4 separate regions of the Sus scrofa genome follow, and regions 2, 3 and 4 are each linked to region 1. The links are chromatin contacts, called in public HiChIP or PLAC-seq and promoter capture Hi-C maps. All regions are on one chromosome and are shown on one strand. The core of a region is the stretch at or near the end of the contact, and the rest is flanking DNA. Distances in the headings are between cores, read along the strand shown.

Evidence for each region. Promoter capture Hi-C pulls out the DNA fragments that hold promoters and counts their contacts. HiChIP or PLAC-seq counts read pairs in DNA pulled down with a chosen protein or histone mark.
Region 2: a contact with region 1 is called in a promoter capture Hi-C map of fetal liver, with 2.2 times the contacts expected there. The contact joins the promoter of CRLS1 here to the promoter of GPCPD1 in region 1. A contact is called at or near these places in 1 of 5 promoter capture datasets (fetal liver), 1 of 47 Hi-C or Micro-C datasets (embryonic fibroblasts) and 1 of 2 datasets of contacts at active chromatin or transcription factors (alveolar macrophages).
Region 3: an H3K27ac HiChIP or PLAC-seq map of alveolar macrophages shows a contact between it and region 1. The contact joins the promoter of TRMT6 here to the promoter of GPCPD1 in region 1. A contact is called at or near these places in 1 of 5 promoter capture datasets (liver), 3 of 47 Hi-C or Micro-C datasets (embryonic fibroblasts, heart right ventricle and skeletal muscle) and 1 of 2 datasets of contacts at active chromatin or transcription factors (alveolar macrophages).
Region 4: a contact with region 1 is called in an H3K27ac HiChIP or PLAC-seq map of alveolar macrophages. The contact joins the promoter of PCNA here to the promoter of GPCPD1 in region 1. A contact is called at or near these places in 1 of 47 Hi-C or Micro-C datasets (heart right ventricle) and 1 of 2 datasets of contacts at active chromatin or transcription factors (alveolar macrophages).

What each region holds. Positions count from the first base shown.
Region 1 is chr17:14,474,946-14,477,756 of Sscrofa11.1, reverse strand. GPCPD1 (glycerophosphocholine phosphodiesterase GPCPD1) reads left to right here and starts at 1,534. Exons shown (of 20, transcript XM_021078049.1): 1 at 1,534-1,733.
Region 2 is chr17:14,858,967-14,861,692 of Sscrofa11.1, reverse strand. CRLS1 (cardiolipin synthase (CMP-forming)) reads right to left here and starts at 1,374. Exons shown (of 8, transcript XM_003134243.6): 1 at 914-1,374. The coding sequence starts at 1,219.
Region 3 is chr17:14,788,912-14,791,611 of Sscrofa11.1, reverse strand. TRMT6 (tRNA (adenine(58)-N(1))-methyltransferase non-catalytic subunit TRM6) reads left to right here and starts at 1,294. Exons shown (of 9, transcript XR_002339863.1): 1 at 1,294-1,604. MCM8 (DNA helicase MCM8) reads right to left here and starts at 1,214. Exons shown (of 17, transcript XR_002339862.1): 1 at 1,031-1,214.
Region 4 is chr17:14,141,258-14,143,957 of Sscrofa11.1, reverse strand. It overlaps PCNA (proliferating cell nuclear antigen), which reads left to right and starts at 1,374. Exons shown (of 6, transcript NM_001291925.1): 1 at 1,374-1,635; 2 at 2,532-2,629. The coding sequence starts at 1,415.

The DNA.
Region 1 (2,811 bases), core at 285-2,784:
GGAGGTTCCCAGGCTAGGGGTCTAATCGGAGCTGTAGCCACCGGCCTAGGCCAGAGCCACAGCAACTCGGGATCCGAGCCGCGTCTGCAACCTACACCACAGCTCACGGCAACGCCAGATCCTTAACCCACTGAGCAAGGCAAGGGACTGAACCTGCAACCTCATGGTTCCTAGTCGGATTTTTTAACCACTGCACCACAACAGGAACTCCAATTTTATTATTATTGTTTTGTTTTTTGGGTTTTTTTTTTTTTTGCTTCCCTGCAGCACATGGAGTTCCCCAGCCAGGGATCAGATCCGTGCCATAGTTGTGACTTAAGCTGCAGCTCAGCAATGCCGTATCCTTAACCCACTGTGTCCAACTAGGGGTCAAATCCACACCCCAGCACTCCCCAAATCCCTGATCCCCTTATGCCACAGTGGGAACTCCAAGACGGTTCTTTGTAAATTTTCGGTATCACACTTGATTTAAATGATTAAATAAAACCTGATAAAATTTTCTTTCAGGAATTAATCAGTGGTTAACCTTGATGCTGGAAAATGTTAAGTTGGGTGAGTGGCAAATGCTGATTAACTCATTTTTCTGGGACCATCAAAAGAGAAAAAAAAACTTCACTTTTTTTTCTTGTCTTTTTAGGGCCCCACGCCTGGCACATGGAAGTTCCCATGCTAGGGGTCTAATCAGAGCTACAGCTGCTGGCCTTACCAGAGCAATAGCAACCCCCAGATTCCAGCCCCGTCTGCAACCTACACCACAGCTCAGGGCAACCCGGTTCCTTAACCCACTGAGCGAGGCCAGGGTTGGAACCCGAAACCTCATGGTTCCTAGTCGGATTCGTTTCCGCTGTGCCACTATGGGAACTCCTCGCTTTTTTTTTTTTTTTTCTTAATATAGCTCATTTTTTCCCCCAGAAATTAAACTACAATTTTTTGCTACTTTTTCCAGCTTCCATAAAATTTCCTTCAAACTTTAATTTACATACAAATAATCTGGGGATCTTGTTAAACGCAATTCGAATAGGCAGAGGATCCCAATAGAGCAATTCTGATCGCTCCCAGGTGATACTGCTGGCTTGGAATATCAAGCTTTCGCAGCGAATGTTGTAAACGCTCAACCATCTTAGGTCACTTAATTCTCCTTCTTAACCCTAAAGATCTGACCCAAGTGTGCTTGTTAATTTGGAACGGAGGAAAAGTTCCTGAGGTCAGGCCTGCTCATTTCTCTCGCTTTCCGATGAGGAAAAATGCAATTTATAATTGCAGCTCCACGTCCTAGTCTAGGTTGTCTTAATACTTAAGAGTTCCAAGATAGGCATCTATGAACCCAAGCCAGGCCTGCTCGGCGCCGCCACCCGCGGCGGATTCCAGCCAACGGAAAAGGCAGACGCCGGGGACCCCGGGGATGCCCGGCCACCACCGATTGACGATGCGGGCCCTTTCCAGGAACTCGCGCGGCCCGCCCCTCACGCGCGGGCGCCTATTGGTTCGGACGGCGCCGGGCGTGACGTCAGGCCCCGCCCGCCAGCCCTCCAGCCCCGCCCCGCGGGATGGCCTGGCGGTTTGGTCTGGAGCAGCTGAAACCGGTTTGAGCGGAGCCGCTTCCTGCCGCTGGGCGCCGCAGCGGTCCGACTCGGAGAGAGCTGGCGAGGTGCGCACGGCGGGTACCCGGCACCTCGGCCCGCGGCACTGCTGTCTGGCGCTGCGGTGGAGGCGCGGACCAGTGGACGGGGCAGGTGAGGCGGGAGGCCGGGCGCTCGACGCGGGGGCCACGGCTGCTGCTCACGTGGCAGCCGAGCTGTCAGGGCGACCCGGCGAGGGGACGCGGTGGGGCGAGGCGTGGGGAGGGTCCCCCAGCCCGAACGGGATCTGCCCGCCGTGGAGACCGCGGCCTGGACGTTGGCTCTCGTAGGTCTGTGGGTAACGCATATTTACTGTATTTATCGTTTGTTGTCACGATTCCGCGGAGCTGCCGGGTGCTTAGTTACCCTCCAAAAATTTTGTAGTGTTTTCAAAATACCAGAATGCATAGACCATAGGACTACCACAACCACGAGTGTTCCAAAAAGCAAGTTAAGGAACGAAGGAACATAAATGCAGCTGAAGTCGTCTGTGTACCCCTAGCAGCATACCCTTCGCCCACCACCACTCTCAGGTTTTATCGCTAAGTAATTCATAGTGTTTTGACAACTGCTTATTTTCTGAAATTGCTTAGTCTTGGGCATGCTTGTGTAATTCAGTCATTCCAAGAAACCGAAATGCCTTACTCTCTTAGGAAAAGGTTCCAGGAATAGACATCAGTGCCCTTGAAATAATTTTAAGACAGCTGCCCCTTCTCCTAAAGCTCTACTTTTTCCAAAGCTCTTTAAATGACCCTGATGACTTCTGGAAAAAAGCCTCCAACGTTTCGATGCTTCATCAGCCCCCTTTTACCCAACTGTTCGTTTCCAAAGGAAATCGGTCATGAATTTAGTCTCGAATTGTAAAGAAATCTTTCACCTTGAGCCAGCTGTCTAGTCTGATGTAACACTTAGAGGAACTGATAGAACCAAGCAGGATGTTTGGACTTGATGTTTTTTTCATACTCTTTTTCAGCCCTTCCTATTTCTGTGCAGTTCCTATTCATTAACCTTTCACCTTACTCCTTCTTGTTACATTTCTGACAGTTAAGACTTAGCTAAGAAACAAATACAAGCTATCAGTCCTTTTCCAACTGGTAACATTCTAGATACAAATAACACAAGATAAACAGGTAAAACTGCAAATGGCTCAGATGGTTCTGGGCTTAACCAGGGAGAACCAATGTTCTAGACC
Region 2 (2,726 bases), core at 125-2,624, 380 kb before region 1:
AAGTTTCTAAATTAAAATTTAGAGAGCTAATCTCAAATTACTCAACCAGATAACCTGTGGCATACTCGACCAACTACTGCCATTCTGGGAAGGACTTCAGCCAGGATATGGCAACCTCAAAGCAGCCGGCATTCAAACCGCAACATGCTTTAGCTATTAATGGAGCTGAGACCCCTGCCAGGATGTGGCCACCCCAACCCATGCTGTACAACTGATGAAAGCAACACAGGGGCCCACTGAAGACCTAACAATTGAAGATGTAATAATTGCATGAGTCTTGCTAACATGACATCAAAACCTCTCCCACACTCATGCACTGAGGTCTTCTGTTTGGTCAGCATATCAAAGGGTAAGCAGACAAATCTTTTCTTTCATTCCCTCAGAAAGAGAGTTTTAACTTTTCTCGATAATTAAAAGTTAAAGGCCCTTTCAATTACGATTTAAATTAGTTATTCTTCACCCCACAATATGTTGTTACCAAAGGTCAAATGATAGTTAACCAAACTTGCACAAGCAAAGAGAAAGGCCTGTATACCTTTCCGAAGATTCCCAGAGACTTGCCCTACATATTGGCGATTCGCTCCCGAAAATTCAAAATGCGCTTTTAATACGACAGGTGAAGGCTATTTTTTCACCTATGCAATATCCAAAGAGGCGTTCAGCTACCTGTTGGACAGAGGGGGAGATTTAACCTGACCACCCAGACTCAAGGAGCACCTGGTTGGTACCCCTTAAATTCATTCCAACAGAACGACCAGCTCAAAACTTCTCTTCAGGGAACGCTACAAAAGTTTTGAAACAGAAGCATTGAACGTGGCGGGTCAGAACACGTTATTAGCGTCCGGAACCCAGCTCCGACCGAGCGGACCACTCCGACGCAGAGTCGCCCCTCCGCCTCCTCCTCGGTACGTACCAGGCTGGGGGCGCTCGCCGGACCCCACCGGCCGCTCCGGGCCTCGGCGGCGACGTCCTCTCCAGCCGCAGACCCAGGGGCCGCCTTCCGCGATCCCGAGCAATGGGCCCGCGGGCCGGTCCCGGGCAAGCGTAGGCCGAGCGCGGTCGGGCGCAGCCACCAGCGCTCTGCCAGGCAGCCCAGGCAGCAGGACGCGGCAGGCAGCACTGCCCCGCGGGCGCGCCCCTTGCCTGGCCGTACTCCCGGCGCCCATGCGGCGACGCGCAGGGTCCCCCACGAGGCGCGCGCCACCCGCGAGGCTAGCATGGCTGGGCGGCCGAGCCGCGGGGAGCGGCGGGAGCTCAGCAGCCCGGGGCACCGGCGAGCGGCTTCTCCATTCGGCCCCCGCAACGTCGGAGGACCTCGCCCGCCTCCATGCTGATTATCAAACCCCAGCACGTTCGACTTACACAGGTGGCCTGCAGCCGCCAAGGACGGACGCCTTCGCGACGCTTTTGCGACACCGTTGCCTATGGGCTTCCCGGCGCCCCCGGCGGTAGCGGCAGATGTCGCGTGCCATTAAGTCCCGTGGGCATCCGGTTAGCTGCCCGGCGCGGCGCCGTCTGACGCCCACGGGTCAGTTCCGGGGTCTGTTGGTGGGAGTGGGAGTAGGGTAGGGGGTGTGGCGGCGAAGAGGGGAACAGGCAGGGAAGGACGACAGCTCGGCCGCTGTGGCCCGAAAAGACAGGAGCCCGGGTGTGCACGGCTGCGGGGGGCCTCCTGGGAGCCTAAAATGTGTTTACTAAAATGCATGGTATAGAGAAAGTATTTCATCCTAGATCTCTGTTCTTCCCTTCTTTTCGCGTCGGATGTCAAAAAAAAAGGTATTAAAAAATGTCAGTAATAGCAATTACTTTACCTGAAAGCAGTCGTCTACCTGGAAAAAAGTTGACTATATTATAGCCAGGCTATAGTGCATCATCCTGTTTAAAACTCCCCAGTTCCCGTCGTGGCGCAGTGGTTCAAGAATCCGACTAGGAACCATGAGGTTGAGGGTTCGATCCCTGCCTTGCTCAGTGGATTAAGGATCCGGCCTTGCCATGAGCTGTGGTGTAGGTTGCAGACGCAGCTTGTATACCGCGTTGCTGTGGCTCTGGCGAAGGCCGGTGGCTGCAGCTCCGATTGGACCCTTAGCCTGGGAACCTCCATGTGCGGCAGGAGTGGCCCTAGAAAAGGCAAAAAGACAAAACAAACAAAAAAACAAGTAAAATTCTTGACAACTCTAGGATGGGTTTCATTAGCAACTTTTTACAGATAAGGAAATTAAGGCTTAGGTTAAGAAACGTGCTTATTAGGGAAATAGCCAAAATAACTTAAGAATAGCTCATCTTTAATTGACTAGCTAATGTTTATACATTACTAGTTCATATAGAAATTATATCATGGATTATACTGATTATGGATATATTAATATATATTAATATTGCAATGTTACAGAACTATTTTCTTGTTGAGTTCTGTCAGGGTGAATTTGAGTGGTTCTTGCGCTCTACACCCCTCACCTCAGCCCTGTCTGTGATAACAGACCCACACTGAAGTTGATCTTAAATTTAGTTCAGGTAGTTTGGGAAACACCAATTCAACATGAACATCATATTGATCCAGTGTTTATCAAAAGAAATCTTCAATTTCTGTGGAATTCCTGTGGTGACTTAGCGGGTTAAGAACCCTACTAGTACCATGAGGATGCGGTTTGGTCCCTGGCTGCACTCAGTGGATTAAGGACACAGCATTGGCTTGAGCTGTGATGTAGGTGGAAGACACGGCTTGGATT
Region 3 (2,700 bases), core at 45-2,544, 310 kb before region 1:
TTAATCAGCTATAAACAATAATAAACTATAAATTCAATAGTTCATTCCCAAGGGTTAAAATGTATAAAAATATACCCATACTCTAACGCAATTCATTACCAGGCAGCGTATCTGCATCTATATTTATTTACTTATTTTTATATTTTTGTCTTTTGCCTTTTTTTTAGAGCTGCATCCACAGCATATGGAGGTTCCCAGGCTACAGGTCTAATTGGAGCTGTAGCTGCCAGCCTACGCCACAGCAACGCCAGTTCTGAGCCGCGTCTGTGACCTACACCACAGCTCACGGCAACGCGGATCCTTGACCACTGAGCGAGGCCGGGGATCGAACCCTCAACCTCTTGGTTCCTAGTCGGATTCGTTTCCGCTGCGCCACAATGGGAACTCCCGCAGCTCTATTTAAAAAGATTTAATTAATACGTTAATAACTAAACAAGTTCACGATCTTAAGGCACTAACATGGCTTTGATAATCATGTAGACCACATCGTACGTCAAGAAACTGAAGCAAAAAAAAAAAAAATTAACTATGTGCTTGGGCTGTGCGATGGAAATCCTGTGAAATCAGACTGTTATGATCATTATAAGCTACAGATGTGATAAATTCATTTGAGTAATAAAAAATGAAATAAAATTAAAAAAAATTAACTGATCAACTGGTGACAGAACGAAGCTCAAATTTCCTATCCACATTCCCAGGCTGAAGCTCTCCTTCGACAACGCTATGTCCCCTATCTTTCTCAAAGGAGGTAATACAGTGGGAATAACTACTAAGGAGTAGGACTGGAGAAAGAGGCAAGGACCCGCCCGTCGAGCTGCTATGCTTGGTCAAATACCTCGCTTCATTTAAGTCTTCTCAGACTAAGTTTTTACTTGCAAAGGATGACAGGTCACAGAGCTCTCTTAGTTCGTGGATGGGTTGGCTCTCCCTTCCTAGCTGGGGGAAGCTCGGCGGAGCGGAGGAGACTCCACGGTCCGAGCTCCTCAGATGACTCTGCCTAAGTCCCGCAGACTCTTCGCCCTCAGCTTACCTGACGTCCCCGGGAGGGGCCAAGGATTGTACGTCAAAGCTGCTCGGGGACCTCGGCTTCTCCACTGAGGCTGCAGTGGGTCGCCGAATAGGTCTACTTCAGGCAGCCACAACAGGGTCTGAAACCTAACTCCAGTCTTCTAAGTTCTTTTTTGGCGCTTCTGTGACGCAACTTCCGCCCGTAGCTGCGGCGTGACGGGAGGGGCGAGATGGAGGGCAGCCAATCAAGGAGATCGGCCAGACGGAAGCTGTGAGGCTCCCGGAAGTTGTCCTGAGGCTCTGACCGGAAAGCGGAAGCGGTGCGCAGCACGTGGGGGAGGTGCAGATCTCTGGGCTCGGCGTCCCCTCGGTTTGTGCGAGGCCAGGCCGCCGGCGGCGACAACCCTAGACGAGGGGCGGAGAGGGAACTAGAGAGACGCCGCGGAGCTCAGAGATCGGCTGAGCGTCATGGAGGGCTCTGACGAGCAACCGGGCCCACAGCCACTGCATCCCGGGGATCACTGCATCCGCGACGGCGACTTCGTGGTGCTGAAACGGGAAGATGTGTTTAAAGCAGTGCAAGTCCAGCGGAGAAAGTAAGTCAGGTCTCTGGCCTTATGGTTTCCCAGCCCCCACCTTCAGGAGACGCTCTCTCTCATTAACTACTCTCGGGTCTTCGCACCTAGGCATTTGCATCCAAGACCCCGTTCTCAGCCCCTGGGATCCGTTTCACCCCACCTGTCTTAAGCATCCCGCTTAATCTTTCCACAGAGTTCTTTTCCCATTCTTGGCTTTAGGTGCCTTGCCTCTTTCACCATCCCTGTCCCGGAGTTCTTTTCCTAGGTTCTTGAGGTCTTCTTTCCTATCTTCTCACAGAACCCCTTCACCCTCTGATCTCACCCTTGTCTCCCAGAGTCCACCCAACGCCCCATCACTACTTTATTTTGTATTCTTGAAACCAATACTTTTTTCTTCTCAGATTTTCTGATTGGAAATGTGTATGTGCTTCCAAGTACATAATTTTGAAAAGTGCTAATACTAATTATTTAAACTTTTTAGTTGAAATATAGCAATGCAGCAAAGTCCTTAGGTCATAAGTTGGATGAATGATTTCAGAGTTACACAGCTGTATAGTAACTGTAGGTGAAACTTCGGTTTCTCTCTTGCATTGTCCTTTTAAGTTACTTTATTGTGAAATGTGATTGTTAGAGTATACTTCTCAATAGTGTGCTCTTTCAGACAAGAGCTTTTTATTTCTAAGGAGACATCTCTATTTCTGAAACATATTCTTTAGACAGTCATTTTGAAACATTTCCATCAGTTTTCTTGGCAGCAGCCATGGCATTAGTTTCCATTTTATTTAGAAAATTAAGCTTTGAGCTCAGTTACATCCCAGGCCAGATTCTCCCTTCACTATTCCTCAAGGCTGCATTCATCTGGTTGTGCAGAAGCAATCCTGGCTCTCTGAGCAGACTCTGCAAATACCACTTTTTCCCAGCAAAGCACACAGGGTCCACTTTTCCTGACTAGGGCAGTGACCTCCTGTTAGGCCAAACAGTTTGCCTGACACACTCTGCTTTGCCTACCAGACCAGCTGCCAGAGGGATAAACCCAGCCTAGCTCAGACGCAGGGGCACTCTGCTAGCCCTGGGGTACTCAAAGGATGTGGTGGGGGAAGATGCACATCTGGGC
Region 4 (2,700 bases), core at 125-2,624, 330 kb after region 1:
TACGTGGCATAAAATTAAACATACTTTGTTAAGTATTTTGCATAAGTGTTTACAGTATAAACCGTTTTTTTGTTTTTTGTTTTCAGGGCCGCGCCCGAGGCATAGGGAAGTTCCCAGGCTGCGGGTAGAATACGAGCTACAGCTGCTGGCCTATGCCACAGCAACTCCAGATCCAAGCCGCGTCTGTGACCTACACCACAGCTCACGGCAACGCCTGATCCTTAACTCACTGAGCAAGGCCAGGGATCGAGCCGCAACCTCAGGGTTCCTAATCGGATTGTTTCCACTGCGCTACTAGGGGAACTCCCTGAATTTTGTTTTTATTTAATTATTTATTTATTTTTGTCTTTTCTAGGGCAGCTCCCGCGGCACATGGAGGTTCCCAGGCTAGGGGTCCAATCGGAGCTGTAGCCACCAGCCTACTACTCCAGAGCCACAGCAACTCAGAATCTCAGCCGCATCTGCAACCTATACCACAGCTCACAGCAACGCCGGATCCTTAACCCGCTGAGCAAGGCCAGGGTTCGAACCCGCAACCTCATGGTTCCTAGTCGGATTCGTTAACCACTGCGCCACGACGGGAACTCCTGAATTTTGTTTTTAAAAGTACATTTGTACAAAAAAAAAAGCTTAGAAAGTTGTATGCAGTAAACGATAGTTTGGTGTGTGTGTGGTGGGGGAGGCGATGGCAGTGGGGAGCCACGATAACTGTTTTCTTTTAATCATAACTGTACATCTCTTTATTGTTCACTTTTAGGAACGCTTCTATAATTGCTACTCTATAATAGCAGGGGGAAAAAAGTGCATATTTAAAGTAGCTATACTCTTTAGGCGCATGGTGGCTCTTCCTCCTAGAAGGCTGGATTTCCGTTTCACCTTCACTTTCAAGGCTGTAAATGTCCCATCCCTCAAGCGGGAAATTGATGAGGCACCACAAAGCCACCTCAACGACCCCCCCCCAAGCCTAGGCCTGACCTTCACACTTGCCCCGACTTGTCTAACGTCCGGGCGCCGGAACACGACAAAAAGGCGGGGAGCCCCGCAGGATGCCTATCAGCAGGCCCTCGTTAGGCGCAAGATTCCTGCCCCGCCCCTACGCCCACACTCTCCAATGGATGTTCGGGGTGGGACGGGCTTCATGTGGAGCAGGGACACGATTGGCTCCGCAGCCTCTCCGCCCAGGCAGTGGGCGGGGCAGCGTGGTGACGTAGCCATGAAGGGCGTGGGGGCGTAGCGCGCGCTCGCAGACGCGGCTGTATTAAACCGCTGCAGGCGCGGCCGGCTGGCAGTGTGCGTCCTCCGGTTCAGGCTCTGTTGTGGTGTTTTCCTGCTCTCTCTCAACTTCTGAAGCCTAAGCCGGCTACTCCTTCCTTCTTTCTTCCACCTGTAGCCGCGTCGTTGTGATTCCACCACCATGTTCGAGGCGCGCCTGGTCCAGGGCTCTATCCTGAAGAAGGTGCTGGAAGCGCTTAAAGACCTCATCAACGAGGCCTGCTGGGACATCAGCTCCAGCGGCGTGAACCTGCAGAGCATGGACTCGTCTCATGTCTCTTTGGTGCAGCTCACCCTGCGCTCCGAGGGCTTCGACACGTACCGCTGCGACCGCAATTTGGCCATGGGCGTGAACCTCACCAGGTGAGTCCCGAAGCCGCAGACTGTCGGGCCCGCGGACACCCCTACCTCCGCTCTTGGCGGGAGCGCCCATAAGGCGGGCCCTTATTGGCTGGCGTGGGATATCTGCACCTTTCTTATTGGCCTGTGGCGCGGGGCGGGGGGGCGGGACCAGTAGCAGAGCGCGCGGTTCGGAAAGCCCGCGCTGACTGCAGCGCGAACCGGCTGTTTCCGCGCCAAAGTCACAAAGCAAGTGGTGGCGGGAAAACGACGGGCTTCTTCGCGGTGCCAGGAAAAGATTGTTGCGGAGCCCTTGGTTATTAATTGCAGGCGCCTTTAGATGAGCCGCTTTATAATTTGCCCTACTTCTGTCGCCGTGATATGGACAATAGCTTACTTTTTTACCGCAAAGTTGCAGTGAACATCCTAAGATCCTGGATTTGAGGAAAAATTTCTCCAGGAAGGACAGTGGTTTTAAACTTTTTGATCACTACCTTTCCTAGTACATACACATGTTTAAGTTTTAAAGCTTGTGAAAAGTGTTTACCCGTGCTACACTCAATATAATAGACTGGTGCTTCAGTGGGTACATTAAAATCTAAGATCGTCGCGGCCCAATAATTTACTTCACCCACCAAAGGGATTTGTACTTTCTAAAATACTGGTCTTTTTTTTAATATCCCGAAGCGAAATTGCACATTGTGGGGTGTGGGCTTTTTCGTATAAGTATAAATACTGGCAGATTGCATTCCAAAACGGCTGGACTCTCTTACATCTTCCTGCAGTACGTTTCCCAAACTCGCCAATTCGACACGTGGTCCAGTGGTTAAAAGTGGTAACTCATGGTTTTAATTGAGTTAGAAAGCTAACGATCTTGAGAAGATGGTGTCGATTTTAAACTCTTGTCTCCTGTGTTCCAGCATGTCCAAAATACTAAAATGTGCTGGCAATGAAGACATCATTACGCTAAGGGCAGAAGATAATGCAGACACCTTGGCACTAGTGTTTGAAGCTCCAAGTAAGTTACACCCTTCTGAGTTAATGCTAGAGGAGATTAGAATGCAGTGTCTTTATTTCCCAAAGCTGAGA